4 separate regions of the Mus musculus genome follow, and all the other regions are linked to region 3. The links are chromatin contacts, called in public promoter capture Hi-C maps. All regions are on one chromosome and are shown on one strand. The core of a region is the stretch at or near the end of the contact, and the rest is flanking DNA. Distances in the headings are between cores, read along the strand shown.

Region 1 (2,700 bases), core at 31-2,530, 680 kb after region 3:
CCAAATGCTCAAAGCTACCAGCCAGTTCTCATGTAAGATGAGGCAAGCAAGGCCCAGAGCAATGAAGACCCTGATCCACAGGCTACAGCTTCTGGCTAACTAAAAAACCACCTCCAGGCTCTTTTCCCTTAGGAGTATCCAGGGACCACCAGACCCCAATGGAACCACATTCAGATTCCTAATCTCCACACCTCCCTTAAGTGCACATGCGCACGCGCGCGAGGGCACACACACACACACCCTTCCTCTTCCCCTGGCTTTTTCTTTTCACTCCTTGTAGGCTCACATAATCACCGGTCCACACATATAGTCACTCAGCAGATGTTTATTGAGCATCTAATACATTGAGTCACCATGCAAGCTGCAGTCGCCCCACGCCCCCACCAGGAAGAGCCCAGAAGTGCAAGTGTGTGACTCATGGGCCCTTTGTGTACTGTATGAGCCTTTGCTGAGTGCCTCAGACACAGCTGCGGCTTCTTTGGCTTGAGAGGCAGAGAGAGGGAGCACCATTGACAGGCAACTGTGTTTCATTTATTGAACCAACAGCCAGGTGCACCAACACGGCACACACTGGTTCATTAACTCTGGCAACATTCTGTAGTGGGTCCTTCACAAAAGCTGTTGGCCTAACTTACAGATGTAGCAAAGTGGCCACAGAGCACTGAGGCCTTAAGTGGCACAGAGAGAAAGGACAGGATTTGGAGCTGGATTAGAAAGAGGATTGCGTGTGTGTGTGTGTGTGTGTGTGTGTGTGTGTGTGTGTGTGTGTGTGTGTGTGTGTGTGTGTGTGTTGCGGGGGGCTGGGGGAGGTCCAAGGAAGAAAGAGCAAGCACGCCTGTCCAGACTTTCTTTTTCTTTCTTTTTTTCTTTCTTTCTTTCTTTTTTTTTGGGGGGGGGGGGTTCGAGACAGGGTTTCAAACCAGTATAGCCCTGGCTGTCCTGGAACTCACTTTGTAGACCAGGCTGGCCTCGAACTCAGAAATCCACCTGCCTCTGCCTCCCGAGTGCTGGGATTATCTATAAGGGACAGCTGGGGACCGTTGGAGTGGTCACCTAGGAGTTGATGGAAGAGCTACGGATGCATGCTGTGGGAGAATGAGAGGACTCACCGCCGGTCTGTTCTATGACTGCCTCTCTGGTGAGGCTGAGCTGGGCGTGGGAGTCACAGAAAGTTAAAGACAGAATCAGTTTGTGACCGTGAGAGACTGGAGTCAGCCCGAAGGAGCAGAGACATGCAGCGGTGGTGCAGACCCGGAAGGAAGTCACTGAGCTAGGCACAGGCCTCTGGGGAGGGGCGATGCCTGGCGGGGACAGAACTCAGCTCAGTCACACTAGGGCAATGTTACCACGTGCCACACTGCCGCCGCCAGAACCTGTTTCTTCTGGTAGAGGACTCAGCACAGCCCCAGAGCCAAGTGCAAGCCAGTCCATTTCTGTGTTCAGGACAGACGTGAGTCCCGACAACTACGCTCTACATCAGTGACTGTCACATAGAGGCACTGGGGTTAGTCAGGTAGAGGGATCACCACCTCCAGGGCCGGACAGAGAGAAGCCCAAAGAGGGGGCTCCCAGCTCTACAGATGATGTTTGAGCTCCTGGGGCAACCTTGGATTGTGGGGCAAGTGCCCAAAGTGTAGGCTTGAGAGAGAGCCCAGAACCAGAAGGACGGGAGAGGAGACAGCAGGATGGGGAGGAGGTAGTGACCACATCCCCAGCATCCTCGGACAGCGAGGATATCGGGTCCACGGCGGCATGATGAGCAGAAGGAGATAGAGAAATCACTCAGGTCTGTGGTGAGACATGGTGGTGGCTGTGGCCAGTCAAACTACAGAAAAGAGTAGAAGCCCCCACAAGGGCTGAAAACACAGCCAGCTGGGAAGGACCCGGCCTAGGGCAGCAAGGATCAAGGAATGAGAGAAGCCAGGGCTGTGGATGTAGCAGGAGCAGAGCCCTCTCCTCACATGCATGAGCCCCAAACTAAGATGAGGGGGAGGGTCTGAGGCAGAAGAGCCAAGATCAGAGCATGGAGGACAGACCCCAGCAGTATACACCATTGGAAAACTGAAGAGGATGAACACGTGGGGAGGGGGGGGCACAGAGGAGCAGGCAATGGCGACAGAATAGAGCCTTGCAGGGTCCCCACAACTACACGACGGGGGTGGGTTGGGGTGTGGACGGCAGTTGGGGATTGCTGCAGGCTACCACCCCATCTAGAGAGTTCACTAATGAGAGCCCAGGAGTGGCCACCGGACATGGCAGTTAATTACGAGGTCATGAGTAGCCTCCCATGGTGCCTTCCCAAGGCAGTCTGGTCCCCCAGCCCCTGCTGCAGCCCCGGGGAAACCCCCCTGCACCCAGCAACCACGTGGGCTCAGAGGCTCTCGAGGTTTCCCCGGCTCCCTCAGATGCCCTGCTTCTCAGCTGTGCTGTTTGGCTTTCCGCTTGTCATCCTGTTGCTCCTAGAGTGTGTTTATCAGTTCCTCCGCCTCTCCATGCTCAGATCCCTCCTCGCAGCCCACACAGGAGTCCCGCTGCCAGCCTTGGTGACTGGCAGTCAGCAGAAAGATTCACGAAATTAACCAAAGCCAATCTGTGGGGAATCTCCCAGGGGGAGAAAAAGCCAATTCCCTCCCGGGTTTAGGAACAGAATGGGTGTCAGGATGGTGGTGACTTGACTCCCATTCTGGAGTGAGGGGGTTA
Region 2 (2,700 bases), core at 79-2,578, 820 kb before region 3:
AAAAAGACTGTTAAGATACTGCATAGTTCCAGTCGTCGGTCCCTTCTGTCACACATGAGGGGCAGGCAAATTCTACACTGCCAAGTACCTGAAAGTACAGGGACCTGCTCCCACTTGGGGTTAAGTGCCAATCTCCTGGGGCTCTGCGGTTGGCCCACCGCCAAGAAGAACATGTGCTCACCTGCCGTTGCTGCAGTTGCTGCTGTTGCTCCATCTGCAACTTTTCTGTCTCAAAGACAACGGGAAGAACCAGGATCATGAAGGAAGTGGTCCCAATCCACAAAGCTGCCCTGGAAAATCTGCAGAGGGAAAGAGTGGATGAGGCGTCATGAAAAGGAAAGCCGGCACTCCGGCTAGGACCGAACCTGGAACAGGACGTGCAGTACCGCCCTCGATCTTCTAAAAGCGTACCCTACCAATTCCTTGCCCCCAGAGTCCTGGCAGAGGCAAGAGGAGCAGTAATTACCTAGCGATACAGTGCATTCTTATAAGCCTCGTATATACGTAACCTTAGTCTCATAACGACCCCGCCAGGTTAAGAACTCCCTTCTGGGGCTGGTGAGATGGCTCAGTGGGTTAGAGCACCCGACTGCTCTTCCGAAGGTGCAGAGTTCAAATCCCAGCAACCACATGGTGGCTCACAACCATCCGTAACAAGATCTGACCCCCTCTTCTGGAGTGTCTGAAGACAGCTACAATGTACTTACATATAATAAATAAATAAATAAATCTTTAAAAAAAAAAAAAGAACTCCCTTCTGCAGAAGACCAACCACACTCGGGGTATGACAATGAATCCAAGGTCACTCAAACTCTGCTCTGCGACTCCCGAGGCCCGCTGTCCTTTGACAGCACCCGTCACCCGTCCATGCCCGCTCCCGGTGGCTCTCCGTCGGCCCTTTTACCTGTACATCTTCTGAGCCACGAAGAGCGAGAGGTCAAAGGTGGCTCCGGCGGCTGACCGGACCCTCTCGGGAAACATCTCCGTCAGACCCCAGAGTCTCTCCGACAGGGTCTCGTCTAGCTGTGGTGGAGGAGGCGTGGGTCGTCGGTGAAGCGGCAGCAGCACCGCAACCGCCGAGCCCCGGGCCTGGCCCTTCCGTGCCGCGCGGAGAAGCCGCCCTCTCGGCTCGCGGCGTCCACGCCCCAACCGCCCGCCCTCGCCCCGCTCCCCGCCAGCCCTAGCACCTCGTCGTCGTCGTCTTCTTCCAGCTCCTCCTCGGCTTTCTCTGCCTCGGCTTTCGGGAGTAATTCCTCGGGGGACAGAGGCTCCCCAGCGCCGGCTGCAGCGACGGCGGCGGCCATGGCTGTAGGACACCGGAAGCGGAAGAGAGCAGGCGAAGCGGCCCACCCCTGGACAGAGCGTCTTCCGGAAGCGAGCCGGGCTGGCTAGAGAGAAAGCGTTGGCGTCTCCTCCAGCTCGCCCCCTTGGTGTCGCCAGCCTCTTAATTTCAACTGACTGTAAGAGTATGTTCAGGGAGAGATGCGGGTGCTTCTCAGCTATTCTGTGCCGTTGGGTCTGGGCTTGGCTCCGAAACTGCATATTTTAGAGAGATCTGGTTTTTGTTTATTTAATTTTTTTTTTTTTTTTTTTTTGGTTTTTCGAGACAGGGTTTCTCTGTGTAGCCCTGGCTGTCCTGGAACTCACTCTGTAGACCAGGCTGGCCTTGAACTCAGAAATCCGACTGCCTCTGCCTCCCGAGTGCTGGGATTAAAGGCCTGCGCCACCACGCCCGGCTTAATTTTTGAGACCAGGTTTCTCTGTATAGCCCTGGGCTGTCCTGGAACTCTCTGTAGACTCAGAGATCCACTTGCTACTGCCTCCCGAGTACGGGGATTAAAGGCGTGCACCACCACAAGTGAGCAATATGTGTACTTATGGAGGTCAGAGGACACTTGCAGTTGATCCTCTCTGTAACAGGGCCCCAGACCTTAGCACAACTGACTCCGTGTTTTTTGTTGTGTGTGTGTATGTGCGAGTGTGTGCTTAAAAGCTCACTCTGAGAAAGGCTTGCTAGGCTATACTGAGATCCTAAACACTGGCTAATAAAGATTTTCTATGGCTTAAAGCCCATGTCTACTCGGTCTTCTCTGGTGAATATTCACAACACTTTTCTTCCACCACGTGGGGCCTGGGGATCAAATTCACACTCAGCAGCAAGCATTTTTTTGGGTTTTTTTTTCAAGACAGGGTTTCTCTGTGTAGCCCTGGCTGTCCTTTGTAGACCAGACTGGCCTCAAACTCAGAAATCTGCCTGCCGCTGCCTCCCGAGTGCTAGGATTAAAGGCGTGGGCCACCACACCCTGCAGCAGCAAGCATCTTTAAACCACTTATTCATTTCATTCCCCCCCACCCCTGGGCCCACACACACATTAAAAGCACGGTTTCATGTAGCCCAGGCTAGCCTTGAACTCATTTTGTGGATGACCTTGAGTTTCTGATCCTCCTGCCTCCACCTCGAACTAAGGCCACAGGTGTGTCACCACACAGGAATCAAAACCAGGCCTTTATTCTACCAACTGAGCCACAAACATGATCTATTATTATTACTTTTTTTTTTTTTAAGTTCCAGGCTTGGCTGTCCTGGAACTCTCTATGAAAACATTCAACGCACAGAAATTCACCTGCCTCTCCCTCCAAAGTGCTGGGATTAAACTCATGCAACATCGTGCTCGGCTTATACGTAAGTTTAAGAGAGTC
Region 3 (2,700 bases), core at 180-2,679:
TTACAGATAGTTGTGAGCCACCATGTGGTTGCTGGGAATTGAACTCAGGACCTCTGGAAGAGCAGTCAGTGCTCTTAACCACTGAGCCATCTCTCCAGCCTGGGAGTAGCGTTTTTTAATGGGGCAGACTAAGATGAAGTAGTGCTCAGAGGTAGGACATGGCTTCTATAAACTAAGCCTTGGAGAGCTGGAGTGTTTCACAGCCAGCGACATCTGATTCTGAAGTGCAGATCTGTGAGCCTCAGTGTTCCCAAATGAAGTAGGATAAACAACTGTAGAGACCTGTCTGTGGTACAAACCCACTGGAAGGACGGGCAGCACAGGTTCCCTCCCAGCAGAGGAACTACGTCAGGTTTCTTCCTCTTGACAGTATCTAATTGTGTATATGGACCCCAACTACCACAAAATTCATAGGCATAAAGGGCGAAGGACAGAAACCCCCAGTGTCCCGAACCCTTGGGTTCCCTCCTGCACGTTTGGTCTGTGTCCCAGCAGAACCAAGCTCTTTTGTGCATGGTGCCAGGGATGGAAGCCACAGGGCATGCATCCTGAGGATACAGCACACCACTGAACCACCCAGCCCTCGCAGAATAGTTGACTTTTGGCATCTTCTTCCGCCCGTTTTTAAGCACTTCAGTTATACTTATTTGTGTGTGCACATGTGCCATGGTCCATGTGTGGAGGTCAGAGGGGACACCTTGCAAGAGTTGGTTCTTTCCTTCCATCATGTGAGCTCCGGGAAGCAAACCCCGGTGGTTAGGCTTGGCAGCAGGCACCTTTATCCGTCGAGCCATCTCACTGGCCCTAGATGTGAATCTACCACTTTTGAAGCAAAATGTGTGCAGCCAGATATAGTGTTTCCTGCCTGTAATCCCAGCACTTGGGGCAGAAGTGTGAGAATAGAGAGTCCAAGGCTAACCTGGGCTAAATGGTCAGACTCTGTTTCACAAGAAGAAAAAAAAAGAAACAAATTATATGTATAATCAGAAAAAGCATGGATGAGAGAAGGGAGAAAAAAGTCTTTGAATGACTCACAGACACACTGAAAATTAGAAGCTTGGACATCTTTTAACAGAGCCAGCCTGTCTTTTTGTGGTTGTAGGAGCTGGGCTCAGCAAAGAGGTTGGATGGCCTGCCAAGATCGGGGTGTTTGTGGTTTGTGTGGGGGTGGCACTAGGGCATCCTCCCTTGGGCTTTGTGGAGTACTGACCACGGAGGCTGGTAGGAATTGCCAGAAGCGGGGCCAGAGGGATGCTCACGATCGAGTCAGAGTGAGTGAGGAGCCATCTTCCTGTTTGTTGAGTGAGTGCCTGCATATACAGACCGGGTGATATTAGGAGATAAAGGTCCAAAGTCCTTATTTATGGCCTCGGGGTGGTTAATGTGTAATACTCTGGGATTATAAGCCTGACCAAGAGGGGATACCTTGAGCACAAACCTCTAGGAGCAACTGGGAGAGCTGTGGCCAGGAGCTGTCACCATGTCGGTGAGGATGCTGGCCCTCTGCACCCACTTCCTTCTGCTCATGTGTCTTTGCTAGAGTGTGTGGGTTGGGGGGTTCTGGGGTCCATTGTTTGTTTATTTATTTGTTTGTTTGTTTGTTTTTTCAAGACAAGGTTTCTCTGTGTAGCCCTGGCTGTCCTGGAACTCATTTTTTAGACCAGGCTGGCCTTGAACTCAGAAATCCACCTGCCTCTGCCTCCCAAGTGCCACCACCACCCGGCTTCTGGGGTCCATTATTGCCACCCTTCTCTTTGTGTCAGTTTCTCCCGGAGAACCAAAAAGAAAGCTGGGTTGCCAAGCTGGTGACACATGCCTTTAATCCCAGCACTAGGGAGACAGAGGCAGGAGGATCTCTGAGTTCAAGACCAGCCTGGTCTATAGAGAGTGAGCTCCAGGATAGCCAGAGCTATGTAGAGAGACCCTGTCTCTAAAACTAAAAGAAGAAAACTGGTGGATAATCTCTCAAACCCTTAGCATTGAAGCTGTCTGTCTCTCTGTCACCACCAAGTTCAGGGCCAGAACTTTCCTTTCCCTCTTTGAGGACAGCAACAGTCGTATTAATTATTACTGCCGACCTCTACTGAGTCTCATAAAGATGAGAGTTGTAGGGCAGGGGCTGGGGGAAGGGCCCAGACCAACGATATAGCATGTGCGGTGATTTAGCCAGTGCAAGGCCCTGGGTTGGAACTCCAGCACCAGAAAATATCACGCTTCCAGAGGAACTGCATGGAACAAGCTGAGTGGGTAAAGTGCTTGTCCACCATGCATATAGCCCAGGGTTTGATCTCCAGCACTGCATAAACTGGATGTGACGGCGCAACTGGCAAGCCCAGGATTCAAAGGCCAGAGGCAGGGGGATTTCTGAGTTTGAGGCCAGCCTGGTGTATATAATGAGTTCCAGCTACATACTGAGATCCTGTTGAGAGAGAGAGAGAGAGAGAGAGAGAGAGAGAGAGAGAGAGAGAGAGAGAGAATGGAAGAAAAGGAAGGAAGGAAGGAAGGAAGGAAGGAAAGAGAGAGAGAGAGAGAAAGAAAGAAAAAAGAGAGAAAGAGAAAAGGAAGAAGGGAGGGAGAGAAGTATGGAGGGAGGGAAACTGAGGCTCAAGATGAAACCATAGGTGGCTAATATCTACATATTGCAAGAGTATTGGCACACTCTCGAGAGCCTGTGTTCCGATCTGGCTCCTGTGAAGTTTC
Region 4 (2,700 bases), core at 192-2,691, 890 kb before region 3:
GGCAAAAATAAATAAATAAATTTAAAAATGGAGGACCATAAAGTCTGAATGTGGCCCTACTCTTGAGGTCAAGGTTGTTCCCCTCTGTAATCTTATCTAATAAAAATAAATTAAATAAAATAAAGTTAAAAAAAGAAGAAGGAAAAGGAGAAGAAGAAGAAGATAGTTAGCATAATTGTCCAAAGATACTGTAAGGGTAGACAGCATCTCATTTCCAGATGGGACAATGGAGGTCTAGAAAGGGGATCTGGTTTTATTTGGCAGTGGAACCAATCCAAAATGAGGGTGTGTGTATTTCCTCAGTTTCCTACTGCCTTTGGATACCAGCTTTTTTTTTTTTTTTTTTTTTTCTTTTCGAGACAGGCTTTCTCTGTATAGCCCTGGCTGTCCTGGAACTCACTCTGTAGACCAGGCTGGCCTCAAACTCAGAAATCTGCCTGCCTCTGCCTCCCCAGTGCTGGGATTAAAGGCGTGAACCACCACTGTCTTTCTTGTCCCAGTTCCCCCCACCCCCTTGGCATTTTAAAGTGAAGGACACCGGATCTCATCATCCTTAGAAGATATTGAACAGAAGTGGTTTATCCCCAGTCGCACTCCTTTATCTTCTGGGGGCGGGGTGTGTGTGTGTTTGAGAGAGAGAGAGAGAGAGAGAGAGAGATGGGGTGGTGGTGGGAGGGGACAGGTCCGTGGAGTCAGGAACTCATCCCAGGGGGAGGAAAGTAGGAGAACCGTGTTGCCAGCCCTACCTTCTCTTGCAACCAGCTGTGGATGGAGCCTTCTTTAAAACAGAAAAGCTGCTGTCAAACTTGGGGTTTCTGACTGGACATGGTGGTGCACTCTTATCTCAGCACCTGGGAGGCAGAGGGGTAGGTGGATCTCCGTGACAGTAAAATCCTGTCTTGGAAAAACAAAAACAACAACAAAAATAGGTGGTGCGGGAAGATGGGTATCCTGCCCACCTTGGAATTTAAAATTCAACCTTAAAATTAAATAGTATTAATCTTCTAGACTCAACTTCCCCTCTGGGTGGGTTCTTTATAAGAAACAAAAAAAACTTCCACGGACCTGTTTCCCTCGTCTTTAAAATGGGCAGACACGGCTGACGCTGGTAAGCGTCCAAACCACCCGCGCGGGGCCGCGTCAGGACCCTATCCTGGGGCCAATTTCATGACACCCTGTGTGCTCCCGCACCTAAAGCCTTTAGAGCTCCGGCGCCGCGCGCGCGTGGGCACGGATGCGCGAGGGAACGCTCGGGTCCCACAGCCTGGAGGTCGTACTCGCCCCCGCCTCCCACGCGCGGACTACAGGGCCCACGCGGAGGGCGGGCCGAGCCGGAGCCTTTGTGTTCAAATCAACCAATGGGCGGCGGCAGAGGGCGGGGCGGGCCGGCTGGGCCCGGCCAATGACTTGTGGGCTGTCAGCGTTGATTGACAGGCGCACACATACACACTCGGCCACGCGCGCACCGCCCTGCCCCACTCGCGCAGCGCGGTCCTCTGCCGGCCGCATTGTCCGCTCACCGACCCCGCGCCGTCCCGCGTCTCCGCTCCGCGCGCGTTTCAGCCCCAGCCCCGGGCCCGGCCCGGCCCAGTGCGCGGCGCCGCCCGGGGGACTCCGACGCGGGAAGAACCACGCAAGGTAAAGAAGGGATTGGGCCCGCCTCCCCACGGCCCCGCGCCCGCCTGACCCGGGTCGCCGTCCGGCCAAAGCGCGGGCCTGCGCCTCCCTGTCCGGCCAGGCCGGGCCACTCCAGCCCCTGCGCGACGCACGCCCCGGGACACTCGCGGGCCGGCGCCCTGACGCATCGCGGTCACGGGGAGGGCGCTGTCCCCAGGCGGGACTTCCCCAGCAGCCTCCGGGGAGGAGGGCAGCCAAGACCCAGCCGCCCCAAACCGGACCAGGGCTGTGCCACAGGCCGAGTCCTGGCACTGGAAGTTCTCAGCCTGCGCCACCGCTGCCTGTCACAGTTATGGGGTACGGGGGAGGGCCCTTTTAGCTCAGTTCCAAAACAGCCAAACCCAACCAAAACAAAACAAAGCCAGCGCGCTCCGGGGTGTGACTTAGAGCCAGGACAGAGGGTGAGCGCCTGGAGCACTTTTTTGTGTCCCAGGGGAAATGGAGTGGAAATGTCACGTATAATATTCCCCAGGATAGGGGAATCTTCGGGACCAAGGCTCTGCAGTAGGAAAGTATGTTTTATTTGAGGGTTTTGTAACTAATGGCGGGATGGAGGAGTGTCTATCTCAGCGGCTCCCCACGGTAGACCTTTGTCATCTTGTGTAATCTGGATGGCCGCTGTGGCAAACTATTTTGTGACAACAGGATGAATATGAAAGATAAAGATAAGGTCCACACCGCTCTGGGAGTGCTGGGAGGTGGCACACGGGGCAGTGTTCGGTGCCCCACCTCTCCACCTACTCAGAACGTTTAGATTCTTGCAACAGCGGCGTGGGCACTGTATAAACATGTTACACTCTTTTCCCCCCTGGCAAAGGCTTCATGTGCTACAGCGGGGCAGGGGTTAAGAGGTGGAGCATATGGGCATCTGGAGCTGTCAGGTGGGGGTGGCAGTCATGGGGGGAACTACCTTATAAGGACTGGAATACAACCCAGGACCAAGGCAACTTCCTGCTTTGGCTACTACCACTTGGTCCCTTTACCAACACCAGTCGAAGAGAGTGAGAGATGCCAGATGGGCAT

Evidence for each region. Promoter capture Hi-C pulls out the DNA fragments that hold promoters and counts their contacts.
Region 1: a promoter capture Hi-C map of pre-B cells shows a contact between it and region 3, with 2.1 times the contacts expected there. The contact joins the enhancer-like site here to the promoter of Lgals2 in region 3. A contact is called at or near these places in 2 of 39 promoter capture datasets (hippocampal neurons and pre-B cells), 1 of 115 datasets of contacts at active chromatin or transcription factors (extraembryonic endoderm stem cells) and 1 of 9 other capture datasets (liver).
Region 2: a promoter capture Hi-C map of liver shows a contact between it and region 3, with 2.2 times the contacts expected there. The contact joins the promoter of Tomm22 here to the promoter of Lgals2 in region 3. A contact is called at or near these places in 2 of 39 promoter capture datasets (both in liver) and 1 of 115 datasets of contacts at active chromatin or transcription factors (bone marrow-derived macrophages).
Region 4: a promoter capture Hi-C map of liver shows a contact between it and region 3, with 4 times the contacts expected there. The contact joins the promoter of Sun2 here to the promoter of Lgals2 in region 3. A contact is called at or near these places in 2 of 39 promoter capture datasets (both in liver).

Annotation. Positions count from the first base shown.
Region 1 is chr15:78,169,516-78,172,215 of GRCm38.p6, reverse strand. The region is part of intron 1 of Ift27 (intraflagellar transport 27); the gene reads left to right. Among named protein-coding and RNA genes, the nearest start is that of Ift27, 3.2 kb to the left of the region's middle. Within about 2 kb of position 1,280, at least 29 of the 459 cell types and tissues checked have an H3K27ac peak or open chromatin away from gene starts, as enhancers often do. A contact at or near this core is called in pre-B cells, where this site is marked.
Region 2 is chr15:79,669,496-79,672,195 of GRCm38.p6, reverse strand. Tomm22 (translocase of outer mitochondrial membrane 22) reads right to left here and starts at 1,328. Exons shown (of 4, transcript NM_172609.3): 1 at 1,188-1,328; 2 at 905-1,023; 3 at 182-299. The coding sequence starts at 1,304.
Region 3 is chr15:78,854,258-78,856,957 of GRCm38.p6, reverse strand. It overlaps Lgals2 (lectin, galactose-binding, soluble 2), which reads left to right and starts at 1,429. Exons shown (of 4, transcript NM_025622.3): 1 at 1,429-1,486. The coding sequence starts at 1,481.
Region 4 is chr15:79,741,277-79,743,976 of GRCm38.p6, reverse strand. It overlaps Sun2 (Sad1 and UNC84 domain containing 2), which reads left to right and starts at 1,441. Exons shown (of 18, transcript NM_001205345.1): 1 at 1,441-1,638. It overlaps Gm16576 (predicted gene 16576), which reads right to left and starts at 1,279. Exons shown (of 4, transcript NR_045069.1): 1 at 1,066-1,279; 2 at 747-894.